3 separate regions of the Sus scrofa genome follow, and regions 1 and 2 are each linked to region 3. The links are chromatin contacts, called in public Hi-C and promoter capture Hi-C maps. All regions are on one chromosome and are shown on one strand. Each heading gives the region's core, a stretch centred on a gene start, on an enhancer-like site or on the middle of the called end of the contact. The rest is flanking DNA. Distances are from core to core; before and after follow the strand shown. Region 1 holds the start of EMG1 (EMG1, N1-specific pseudouridine methyltransferase). Region 2 holds the start of NOP2 (NOP2 nucleolar protein). Region 3 holds the start of COPS7A (COP9 signalosome complex subunit 7a).

Region 1 (4,235 bases), core at 1,663-4,162, 230 kb after region 3:
TGTGTACTCCCGGCTGAAGCTCAGCTCAGTGATGGCGACATCGTCCAGGATGAGGCTGAAGTCCTTGGCCCTCTCCGTCAGCTCCCTTCGGATCAACAAGGACACCTGGGGCGCGGGGGGCGGGGAGGGGCGTTGAGGGGACTGGAGAACTGAAACGAAGGCATGCTGTAACTGTGGGAATCCCAGTCAACTGAAAATGGCAGAAAACGCAGTGACCCTTTCTTAGCTCCTCACTAGAACAGCTGAGCTGGAAAGAACTTGGTTACACTGACTCCCAATCTCCACTCCCTGCAACAAAATGTGCTCATCTAGACTCTACTGCTATCAAGTTCCAGGCCTGGCTTTGCCTGATTCCCACAAGGGCTGTCAGCACAGCTTTTTGGTCACAACCCTATCCTAACAGGCTGCCTCTCCTAACACCCAGGGTGCTGGGCCTAGGAGAGAAATGCTGACCCCATGCAGATGCTGATGGGAGCTGCAGTCAGACCTGGGCCCGCTGGGTGATCAGCTGGGAGGCGTTGAACTTGGCCACCACACTCTTGAGCACCTCGTTGACAATGGAGGGCAGCACTCGCTCCTCATAGTCCAGCCCCAGGCGCTGGTACATGCTGGGCAGCTCCATGGCGTTGGGTCGGGACAGCACCCGCAGGGAGATGTTCACCATCTGCAGGTCTGAGAGCGAGGTCAGCAGTGGCTGGTCAAGGCCATGGGGGCCTCACATGGCCTCTTACAAAGCCCTCCTCCCCGAGCAATGCCTCCTCCACTTGCTTCCCCCTCTGCCTACAGCAATGACGTGTGGTCTGGAACTGCCCCCCACCCCCACCCGGGGAGGGGGGCAGGGTCATCAGGTTGACCGGATGTGACTCAGCAAAGACAAATGCAGCCTGGTCCACTGTCGAGGCTTCTCTACCCACAACCCCTCCACCAGGAAAAATGACCTTTCTTTTGGCCTTCTACTGTGCAGTCTCTACTGTAGGTCCTGTTACTATGCATCCCAATCACCTGACTCCTGTATGAGGCTGGGAGGACTTGAGGACAAGACTTGAGAACAAAACCTGTGTTCTCTGAATCATACTCTTAAGGCTTAGAGTTTTGGGAATGTTAAACAACCTGCACTAAAAATAGTACAAAAGGAGTGGAGTTCCCCTCAGGGCCCAGTGGTTAACAAACCCAACTAGCATCCATGAGGACGCAGGTTTGATCCCTGGCCTCGCTCAGTGGGTTAAGGATCTGGCGTTGCCGTGAGCTGTGGTGTAGGCTGCAGATGCGGCTCAGATCCTGCATTGCTGTGGCTCTGGCGTAGGCTGGTACCTACAGCTCTGACTGGACTGCTAGCCTGGGAACCTCCATATGCCACCGGTGCAGCCCTAAAAAGACAATAAATAAATAAATAAATAAATAAATAAAAATAGTACAAAAAAAGTACAGTACAGGTGAGCTACTTGCTTCACTGTGTACATGCCTCTGGGAGTGTGTGTGACAAAGGGTCTGGGGGAAACAGGTGCACCAGCGAAGAGTAAGGTCAGGACAGGCTGTACCAGCAGATATAGAGAATAAATGAAGCAGTTAAAAGAAAAAGGGATTTAAAACAAGACCTCCATCTAGGCAGTGAATAAGACCAAGAACAAACAACACTCTCACTGAGTTTGCATTGGGGGAGGGACAGTTAAAAATGTGCAAACACACAGTGTGTCCAGAATGTACTGCTTTAAGCCAAGCAGCAGATGCTTTTATTATAGTCTGTTTGCAGAAGGGGAAACTAAGAGATCTGACACTACCCTTTTCCCTACTCTCTGGCCAGGCTCCTTTGTTTACTGCCCGAAACGCCCCAGTGCCCAGACCTACCTTTGGAGCCTGTGGGGGAGGAAATTTTTCGGGGTCTGGCTCGAATATCATAGATGATAGGGTACTGGAACCAGGGGATCCTGGAGGAGAGGGAACAAGGATAGGGATTAGGAGACAGCAGTTTCCCTCGTTTTGCTCTGTTCTCCACCACCACCTGTTTCTTGGTCTGCTTCTCTTAAATGACCACGGTCACGGAGACATTCTCTTCTCCCTTTGGAGAACAACAGTATGTGCTGCTGGAGTTTTGGGCAGCACCCACTGTTCCGGGAGATGGGCGTGAGGAGGAGAAAGGGTGGCTGTTGAATGCTTTTGAAAATCTTACTATAGCTACTGGTGAGTCGGGATTCAAGGGTGAAGGGTCAGGGGCAGTCCGCTTTGCCCGCCATTACCTGAAGTGAAGGCCCTCGGCCAGAATGGTGTCCTGCTGCACGCCTCCGATCCGATTAAAGAAAATGGCTCTGTGCCCGCCTTCCACTGCGGGGAGAGGGGTGGGGGGGTCAGACCAGGCAGGGCTCAGAGTACGTGCGAGCTTCTGGCAGGGGCGGGGTGAGGGGCTGGGTGAGCGCGTGGACCCGGCGGGGCTGGGCAGGGGCCTAGGGAGGGTCGGCCGGTGTCCGGAAAGCGGGCGGAGGTTGCTCACCGGTGAACACCGACTCGCGGATGCCGTAGGCCACGGCGCCGGCCCCCAGCAGCAGCTTCAGCGCCGTGCCCATGCCCCGGGGCCCGGAGGGCAGCCGTCCCGCTAAGTCCTTCAAGTTCTGGGCCATGTCCGATCTTGAGGCCGGCGGCACCAGAGGTCAGAAGCGGGTGCCGGCCTGCCTTTACCGCGCTCCAGTTTACGGATCGCACCCTTCACACGAAGGTCCGAGCCCCAGGTGCTTGCTGGAGAAAGGGCACCGGAAGTGCGCTCCCTTCTAAACCCTACCCCCCCGCCCACCCACGGCAGACCCGAGCTTGGCGCACAGGAATTACGCATACGGAAGTTCCTGCCCCTTTCTGGAACCCTGCCCTCCCAGAGAGGCTTCGGGAGCGCCAGACAGAGAGCCGTCGCCATTTCCCAGCGCCCACTTTCAAAATGGCCGACGGAAGGAAGCATGCGATTGGGTGGAGCACGAGGTCCTAATTTGAGAAAATCAGCGCAATTTCCGATTTGGTTGCAAGATGGCTGCGCCCAGTGGTGGATTCCAACCTCGTGAGCGGCGCGCCGGGGAGCAGGAAGAAGACTGGGATGCTGTGGCGCCCAAGCGGCCCCGACTCGGGGCGGGAAGCAAGACCGGAGGCCGCAGACTCATTGTGGTGCTGGAAGGGGCCAGCCTGGAGACAGTCAAGGTAACTTGGGACAAGGAGGTGGAGAGCCAGTAGATCGATAGGCTGGGACCCGGTGGGATGAGGGTGATGGTTTCAAAGTGGATGTAGAAAGCAGAGGTGAAACACTTTTGGAGAAAGTGGTCTAGTTTTCTGTCTCTCGGTTTAATATCCTGAGTTGGCAGTAGTCGTTTTGTCTTTGAATCCTTTTGTAGCCATAACATCCTTGTTTCCAATTGATTAACCAGGATTCTGTGAAAGAAAGTCATCTAGGGTGGATGGGTGCGTTTCGTCCGTCACGTTGTCCCTTTTCATCACATGACAAGTTTATTGGGCACAGGAGAAAAGTAGTTACTGTGGATCATTCAGCCCACTTCTTTACTTAGTGTTTTAATTCATCTCTCTCCCTTCTCTGTATTACTGTACATTTCGAAACAGTGCCTGGATCAGATCATCATAATACTTTTACATCTTTTTATTTTTTTATTAAAAAAATTTTTTAATGGCTGCACCCATGGCATATGGAAGTTTCCTGGGCCAGGACTGAACCAGCGCTGCAGCCACTGGTAGTGGGATTCTTAACCCATTTAGCCACAGCGGCAACTCCAATATTTTTACATCTTTATTTTTAATTATTATGATTGCTTTTTACCAAATAAATCCTGCAATTCCCTTCTTAAAGTTTTGTGCAGTGTTCTCATCCCTTCTGACATTGTTTCTCCTACGTTTTAGAGCTAAGCTTGTTCAATGAGTAGGGCCAGAATGGATAGTACTAGTTTAGAAGTTAGACCTGGATTTTAACCTTGGTTTTTATACTTATGTTAAGGCTGTAGTCTTGAGAAAAAAATGTCTTCACTTTCTAAAGCAGGGGTTATTAATACTTTGAGCGGGAGTGCAGAGAAAATGCTTTTTTTTTTTTTGGTCTTTTTATAGGGCCGCTCCTGTGGCATATGGAGGTTCCCAGGCTAGGGGTCCAATTGGAGCTGTAGCCACCAGCCTACACCACAGCCACTGCAACATGGGATCTGTAACCCCATGAGCAAGGCCAGGGATCAAACCTGTAACCTCATGGTTCCTAGTTGGGT
Region 2 (3,892 bases), core at 847-3,346, 130 kb before region 3:
TTAAGGATGCTAGTAGGATTCGTTTCCACTGAACCACGACAGGACTCCTACACTCACCTCTTTCGAGCACGACTGGACAGCCTCTTGGAATTTTCATCACCAGCTGTTTAAAAAATCAAAAAAAGGAAGAGAGGAGGTTATGAGAAAATAAAAAGCAGGAGAGAAAATAAAAGGGCAGAGAATTAGGACAGTAGTTAAAGGGAAGAGATTGTAACTCACTCCACTGTGCTCTACAGGGAGCCGGGTAAAGAGATGTAAAGGAGCTGATCGCCATCTGGCTGCTCATCAACCAAATCCAAACTGGGCCTCCCTCCAGACTGATTTCAAAAAATAGCATCATCGCCATTCTGAAACTTTCAAATCTTTCTTCTGCCCTTTCTTTTATCTAATCAGTTGCCAACCACAGATTTCAAAACTACTGCTTTTCCTATATTCTCCAAGAAATAGAAAGTTTAAAGCCCTCCTATTTTTTTTTTTTTTCCTTTTGTCCTTTTTTTAGGGCTGCACCGGAGGCGGCTTATGGAGGTTCCCAGGCTAGGGGTCCAATCAGAGCTGTTGCTGCCAGCCTACACCACAGCCACAGCAACGCCAGATCCTAGCCATGTCTGCAAACTACACCACAGCTTAGGGCAGCACCGGATCCTTAACCCACTGAGCAAGGCCAGGGATCGAACCCGCAATCTCATGGTTCCCAGTCGGATTCATTTCCACTGCACCAAGACTGGAACTCCATAAAGCACTATCATTTTATAACTATACAAATTAACCTCTCAGCATCCATTTCCTCGGCAGTGCCTCTCTCACAGGACACAGAGAATGAAGTGATATAATGTGTCCAGCGGGTTCAGCATTGTATTTACCACTTACCTATACTTCAATAAACTGCATCTTTTAGACAATACTCAACACAAACTACCTGCAGTAGACTCCTGACCAAGTGGGAGCCAGCTCTGTGCCTTCCCATCTCCTCTACAATGCAGTTCACAGTGACTGGACTGTCCCGTTCCCAACTTCCACCTGCTAAAATGTCACCCACTTCTCAAAACCCAACTTCTTTTTTCTCCTTCTCTTCTTTTTTTGTCTTACAATCTTTTGTGTCCAGGGCTGATTTTCAATAGATCACACCAAGGGAGCTGCATGGCTACCTATGAAACCCCCACACAGAAGCAGGTCATCTAAGAAGAGCTTAGTGCAAAACCCAACTTCTTGGAAGTTCCTGCTGTGGTGCAGTCGCTTAACGATCAGTATGGTAGGTCACAGCTCCAGTTTGGATTCGCTCCCTGGCCTGGGAACTTCCACATGCTGCCGAGACGGCCAAAAAAAAAAAAAAAAAGTCACAAAATCTTTTCAAACTTGGCAACTCCGTGGAATCCTGCTTCCTCTGAAGGCCCTAAACATTAAACCACACATCTCCTTGCATGGGAACTTGTGCCCGTCACATCTTCCCTAATTTCTAAACGTTTATGAGATTGTTCCATTCATATTTACTTCCTAATAACTCATGAACACACAATCTAAAAAACTGAGGGATTACACTACAGATGGAAGAACGGCGCAAAAGCTAGAGAATCGGAAGGGGACGGGCACGCCTGACCCTTACCTGCAGGCAAGAATCTGACGAGTTCGGTCTCAGCACCTTTCTGCTTTCGGGCCTTTCGGCCCGGCCCGCGTTTCTCCTTCGTAGGGTCCAATTTGCGCCCCATGGTACTGAGGAAAACAAAAACGAGAGACAGTAGAGTGGCGCGTGTTGTCCGGGAAAGGCAGAGAGCAGACGAAGCAAGTTGAAGTGGAAAAGGGCACTGCCTTGACGAGAACCTCGACTCAGCAGCCCCACTGCCCCTCGAGGCCTGGCCACACCTCCACTACACGCTGAGCCCCGGGCCCTGGGTCCCACACCGCTGGTACAACGTCCCCTTCCCACGCCCCGGTCCAAGTGGACGCCTCACCCTTCCTTCCTCGACTTCCTGCAGAAGACCCGCCCGAAGCTGCAGCTCACCTGGAAGCGGGTCCAGTCCCGAGAAGGCCCTAGGAAGCAGCGACAGCACTCCACGTGTGGTGCGGGGCTGGCGCTCCGACGCCACACCACGGGAACGTCTCGCGCAAGCGCACAGCGCGCCCGCTGAGGCCCCGCCTCTTCCGGGCTTCCCGTCCGCCGCGGAAGCCGGAAGTTTCATTCGCGCGGCCGCGCGGGGCAGGCGGTGCAGAGGGCGGCCGGGGAGGACCGCTCTGCTCTCTCCCAGGTGGAGAAGGCGGCGCGTAGGGGGACGCCTTTAGCTTCCCCGCCCTTCCCTCCAGATGTGGGCCTTACGCCTTATGGCGGATTTCGTCCGAAAAACTGGTACCCAAAAGACGGCCCCTCCCTTCGGACGGAGGCGTCAGAGCCGGACCCTCTTTCGCCCCACGTCTCAAGGTCGCACCCACTCCCAAGTCCTGTGACTTTGAAACCTTCTTCCTTGACACCATACCCCGCGCTGCCCCTCAGGTAAGGGAACTCTCTGCCTTGGTTCCCATACGAGAGGTCGGGAGGACGGCATCTTGTGTTCTCACTTCACACAAACAGAAAACCCAGAGCAGCCTTTCTTGAAATAAACCCTAAGGTGGTGCTTAGCAGCTGTTCAAAACTGCTCCGGCACTTCGCTGGTTTGTCTTCGCAATGTTGCGAGGAAGATTCTCCTTTGATTCTCTACAGCAGACATCTACAGCCTGGAGACGGCCGCGAAGCTGGGAGTCAGGCTTAGGCTGTGAACCCAGGGGGCTCCGGAGCTCCTCGCAGCGTGCAGGTGGTGGCGGCCGGAGCACGAGGGTAGGTGCACAGTCCAGATTTCGTGGAGTCTCAGGACACAAGGAAACCCTTGGTCTTCAGCTGCACTGTCCCAAGGCTCCCGTCGGACACACCCACCTGCACCTACACCCACACTGAACCAGAGCACTAAAATACAAGGAAACTTTTATTTTCAATTTTTGTCAAGAAATTTGCTGTGGTTTTTTATGCTTTTGGTTCTTTTCCTTTTTTTTTTTTTTTTTTTTTCCAACTTTATTTCATTCTAGCCGCTCAGGGGCTGGAGCCGCTGGGTTCCTGGTATTAAAAAGATGCCAACAGAGGTAGCTGTGTCTCGCCCAGGGGCCCGGCCCACTGTGAATACCCCCCAAAAAGGAGAAATGAAAACACAAAATAAACCAACAAAATAAAACCAAAAGGAGGAAGAAATTCAGATCATTTTCTTCAAGCCTGGCGGGAACCCACAACAGTTTGTGTGTAACAGACGTTACAGTGGGGAGAAGCCAGGGCCCAAAAGGCCAGCCCGCCAGCTCCCTGCAGATGGCGCCGGCGCTACTGCTGCATGTCTCTCCAGCAGGAAGGGCACCACTGCCCCTCACTCCCTCCCCTCCCCCAGTGCACTGGGGGCTGTTCCTCTACAGCTTGGAAGATGGGGCAGAAGGGAGGAGAGGGTCTCTCAGGCCCCCAGGGGAGAAGCTGGGCAAGGGAAAGTGAGGAAGGTCACTGCTCAGCGGTGGACGTGGTATCATCCATCTGGATCTTCACTGCTGCTGGGCTACCTAGAGAAAGAGAGAGCCAAGAGGGTCAGAATGTCAGACCCCAGGAACCCTCCTGACCCCAAAGGAACTCACTGGTGGACCAGCCCCACCTGCCCAATGTGTAAAGCCAGGGACAGACAGCAACGTTACAAGTTCCAGAGTGGCTCTGCTGGAACAGATGGCCAGAGGAAAATGGTCCTATACCTGCTGTGGAGTCGGTTCAGGTGCCCGGTTTGCCAGGCGGCTGAGAATGTTACGCTCGGACATCTGTAGCCTCACAGCAACTGGGGGAATTCGGGCAATAGTAGCTGGGAGTCGAGTCACATCGGCTTTCATGTCACTCAGCAGTTCTTCT
Region 3 (4,184 bases), core at 315-2,814:
TTTCCCTTTCTCCTCTTTCCATTACATATAAATTATTTCACTTCTCTGAGCCTCACTTTTCCCATCTGGAAAATGGAAATAATAATGGACTTTTTACACGCATCAAATGAATTAGGTAAAGCTGTTAGCTCAGTGCCTCATACAAGTGCCTCCAAGATATCATTAACATTGCTCTGATTTAACCTTCTGTAAGCCTGGTAGGAGATACAAAACACTACGAAAAGGTTAGTTGTTTATTTTTGCCCCCTAAAGTATTGTGGTAAATTGGAAAGATGGCTCCAGGCTCGAATAGACATGGGCTCCAAATAAAACTCTGGATTTTTTGTTTGTTTGTTCGTTTTTTTGCTTTCTTTGGGCCGCTCCCGCGGCATATGGAGGTTCCCAGGCTAGGGGTCCAATCGGAGCTGTAGCCACCGGCCTATGCCAGAGCCACAGCAACGCGGGATCCGAGCCGCGTCTGCAACCTACACCACAGCTCACGGCAACGCCAGATCGTTAACCCACTGAGCAAGGGCAGGGACCGCAACCTCGTGGTTCCTAGTCAGATTCGTTAACCACTGCGACACGACGGGAACTCCAAAACTCTGGATTTTTATGAGCTTCAATGTATGCCTTCCCTGCAGCTAGGATTTTTTTTCCTTCTCCAGGAATCAAAAGGGTTAATGTACAGGAATGCATCATTCAGTACATTTGCAAACATGAGAGATGGCGTCCTGGAAACACCATGGAGACACTGTACAGTTATGAGAATTCAATGGGTCAAATTTTAATTTTAAAAGATGCCTGAACAACAGTAAGCCTTCAATACGTGTTAGCTATTACTATTTACCGTTTCCACACTTGTCTCTTTCTCCTCCAAAAAAATGAGTGGTTGCAATAAAAATGAGACGATCTCTGCAGCTCAACTTCTATGGTCTCCCTCTCTCCTCCTCGTTTCACACCACCTTTTTCCTTATGTCCCTCTCTTTTTTTTTTAATTATTTTTTATTTTTTATTATTTTGTCTGCTATTTCTTTGGGCCGCTCCCGCGGCATATGGAGGTTCCCAGGCTAGGGGTCAAATCGGAGCTGTAGCCACTGGCCTATGCCTGAGCCACAGCAACGCGGGATCCGAGCCGCGTCTGCAATCTACGCCACAGCTCACGGCAACGCCGGATCCTTTAAGCCAATGAGCAAGGGCAGGGACCGAACCCGCAACCTCATGGTTCCTAGTCGGATTCGTTAACCACTGCGCCACGACGGGAACTCCCCTCTCTTTTTTTTAAATCCCCCTCTCTTTCGATTACAGCTTTTCTCTTGCCTCGGGAACTCTGACAAATTTTCAGACCTCAGCCAGCCTGAAGCTGACGCAGAACTAGCCGGTAGCAGGCTATCGCCAAGAGTTCCCTCTGCAAACAGCCTCTTGCGCTTGTCCAATAAAGTTTTATTGAAACAAAGCCGAGGAAAGGGCGCCCGTCATTCTTTCCGCAAGAGCCAATCAGAGAGCAGAACGCCTGCGTCGCTCTTGGGATCTTCATCAGTCGGAGGCGGGGACGGAGCATGTCCCGCCTGAAACCCGCCCCGTGAGAGCGGAAAGTAAGGCCGGAAGCCAGCCATAGAGTTTAGGGGCCAGAGCGACCGTGCAGGGAGGTGGCAGGAAAGGCTGGGAACAGCTGCCGGAGGTGACGGAGCGGTGGCCCCGCCCAGTGCGCTGGAAGAAGAAGCTTCCAGGTAGCGGCCCGCGGAGTCTGACCCAGAGTACGACGAGGCAGTCGGCGGGAGCCCACGGTCCCTGGGCGGCCTCTTTAAGGGAGGGGGCGGAGCCACGTGGAAGGATCGCGAGGGTGAGGTCACGTGGTTCGGGGCACCTGCGGGGTACTGTGGATTTGAGGGAGCGTCGTCCCGGTGGATACTATGTGACATCACCTCCCCCACTACGACTTGTGCCTTGGGGTTCATTGGGGTGCACGTGGTGGGGCTTGAGGTTAGGCCCAGGGTTGGGGGAGGTGGGCGTGGCAGCCGGATTTTAGCCAGGCTTCCTTCAAAGTGCCCGATTTTAGGGTTCCTAGGTCCGATGTTAGACTGCTCGATCTCTGGGTTGCGAGATAGAGCGAACTTTATTGTTGCGAAAGTGGCTCAGTGTCTCCAGTCCAGCCCTTATCTCTTGTGCTTTTCATCCTCCCCTGTTCAAGGAACTTCGCCTTCACATTCTCTTTCCTTGCAGCTCCAGACTTCCTGAGCCCAGGTCCCCCCAGCTCAGTGCAGCCATGAGTGCGGAGGTGAAGGTGACAGGGCAGAACCAGGAGCAATTCCTGCTCCTGGCGAAGTCGGCCAAGGGGGCAGCGCTGGCCACACTCATCCACCAGGTGCTGGAGGCCCCTGGTGTCTACGTGTTTGGGGAACTGCTGGATATGCCTAATGTTAGAGAGGTGGGTTCCTGACCTGGGTAGCCCACAGGGCAGCTTGACTAAAGTTTGAATTTGAGAACAGGCGGCCCGGGCTTATTTCGCAACCCCATGACCATACAGTTAAACAAGAATATGGTAATAATTAACCAACAGCTTGCAGAAATAAGTAGGCAAGTAAACCTCTTAGTTTCCCTTTGAGGATGAATGATCTGTAAAACTGAGTATTTTTCATTTTTGAACAAAGAGCCTGCGATTCAGAGTAGGAGACCTGATTCCAGCCTGTCTCTATCAGTGTAATAGCTCTTAATAATCATATGATCTTGATCAGGTTTCTTTAATTTTAGGCCCTAAATTTTCTCTTTTAAAAAAATGCTCCTGATACAATCCCTCACTCTTGTAGGAATCAGATGAAATTATGGGAAAGTAAAGTCTGGTACAAATGGAATAACTGACTGTGAAATTGGCATGCTCTGTTCTCTCCCCCTTTGCACCATATGCTAATTCACTTCAGTTAGAGTAGGTAGAAAGTGTCTTTTTCCCAAAGACACATAGCAGCATGCTAGGAACACAGAACTGTTCGCACAGAAGTGGCAGAGTTGAGTTTGAAGTCCACAGTGAGTGGGTTGCCAAGATATATGTCACCAACCCAACCCCCAAGATGGTATAACAATGGTAGGTGGGCAAACTGAGTTACGCTTTTGAGGGTCAGTGATTCAGTGGATTTAGCCTTTGGGGAACCTTCTGGTCTGAAGAAAGCTGGCTGCCTTCTTTCCCTGATGTCCTCTGCAGTGGAACTAAAAAGAATCAAGGTGAAAAAAAAGAACCATGTTTTGGGTGCCTGTTTAACACCTTGCTAGTTGAAGTTCCCATTGTGGCTCAGTGGAAATGAATCTGATTAGTATCCATGAGAATGTGGGTTCAATCCCTGGCCTCACTCAGTGGCTTAAGGATCTGGTGTTGCTGTGAGCTGTGGTGTAGGTCACAGACGCGGCTCAGATCTGGCGTTGCTGTGGCTGTGGTGTAGGCCGGTAGCTACAGCTCTGATTCGACCCCTAGCCTGGGAACCTCCCTAAAAAACCTGCCAAAACCCTACTGGTCATCTGGGAATACCAGAAGAGTACAAGATACAGTGCTCCCCTTCTGAGACTTACATTCCAGTTGCAGAGATAAGATGGATGGATATCCATGAATAAGACATTTATTTAGCAAGTGTTTAGTGGCAGTGCCAATCACATGCACATCTCTGCTAGACCTAAGTGGATTATAAGAGGCTGAGTCTGTGACCTTGTTGAAAAATACCCTTAGGTAACAACCTTAGGTGGGCTTTGACTTAGTGGATGATCAGCGGTGGGAGGAGAGGAGGCTGTGCTGGCCTGAGTGGGTAATGAAAGCTCCTGGGTGAGGCTGGGCTGAAGCAGAGACCACAGATCCCAGGGCCTGCCCAGACCGTACAGCTGTCGGGGGAGTGAGGCTGAGGCAGAAGTTGTTGGTGACTTAGGTAATACAGCAGATTCCCTAAAGATTTTCAAAATTGGAAATGTTAAATACTCTTTAAGGACCAAACAACATAGTTTGCAACATAAACGCTCTGAAAGTTTTCAGCCCTGAATGAGGGTAGGAATTGGAGGCAGATGGAGGAAGAGGGCGTTGTGGATTGGGGGCATAGCATAAACAAGGGCCTGGAGGTGGAAATGAGGCCTTGCTGTGGGAAGAGTGATCAGAGAGGCAGAGGGTTGCTGTCGGTGAGCTGCTGTGAGAGCTCCTGTTAGAGGGGAAAGCTGGGTCCAGAAAGTGGAAT

Evidence for each region. Promoter capture Hi-C pulls out the DNA fragments that hold promoters and counts their contacts. A called contact is a pair of places that touch in the nucleus more often than the background predicts.
Region 1: a promoter capture Hi-C map of liver shows a contact between it and region 3, with 2.8 times the contacts expected there. The contact joins the promoter of EMG1 here to the promoter of COPS7A in region 3. A contact is called at or near these places in 1 of 5 promoter capture datasets (liver) and 1 of 47 Hi-C or Micro-C datasets (liver).
Region 2: a Hi-C map of liver shows a contact between it and region 3, with 7 times the contacts expected there. The contact joins the promoter of NOP2 here to the promoter of COPS7A in region 3. A contact is called at or near these places in 1 of 5 promoter capture datasets (fetal liver), 1 of 47 Hi-C or Micro-C datasets (liver) and 2 of 2 datasets of contacts at active chromatin or transcription factors (alveolar macrophages and skeletal muscle).

What each region holds. Positions count from the first base shown.
Region 1 is chr5:63,750,146-63,754,380 of Sscrofa11.1, reverse strand. It overlaps EMG1 (EMG1, N1-specific pseudouridine methyltransferase), which reads left to right and starts at 2,912. Exons shown (of 6, transcript NM_001243478.1): 1 at 2,912-3,174. The coding sequence starts at 3,007. PHB2 (prohibitin 2) reads right to left here and starts at 2,815. Exons shown (of 10, transcript NM_001243556.1): 1 at 2,486-2,815; 2 at 2,235-2,319; 3 at 1,846-1,925; 4 at 488-672; 5 at 1-105. The coding sequence starts at 2,612.
Region 2 is chr5:64,104,313-64,108,204 of Sscrofa11.1, reverse strand. It overlaps NOP2 (NOP2 nucleolar protein), which reads right to left and starts at 2,096. Exons shown (of 16, transcript NM_001244246.1): 1 at 1,997-2,096; 2 at 1,601-1,707; 3 at 58-103. The coding sequence starts at 1,703. It overlaps CHD4 (chromodomain-helicase-DNA-binding protein 4), which reads right to left. Exons shown (of 40, transcript XM_021092425.1): 39 at 3,742-3,892; 40 at 2,993-3,558. The coding sequence ends at 3,541. It overlaps LOC102162288 (a long non-coding RNA gene), which reads left to right and starts at 2,309. Exons shown (of 2, transcript XR_297162.3): 1 at 2,309-2,482; 2 at 2,690-3,204.
Region 3 is chr5:63,974,850-63,979,033 of Sscrofa11.1, reverse strand. COPS7A (COP9 signalosome complex subunit 7a) reads left to right here and starts at 1,564. Exons shown (of 8, transcript XM_003126528.5): 1 at 1,564-1,709; 2 at 2,203-2,407. The coding sequence starts at 2,246.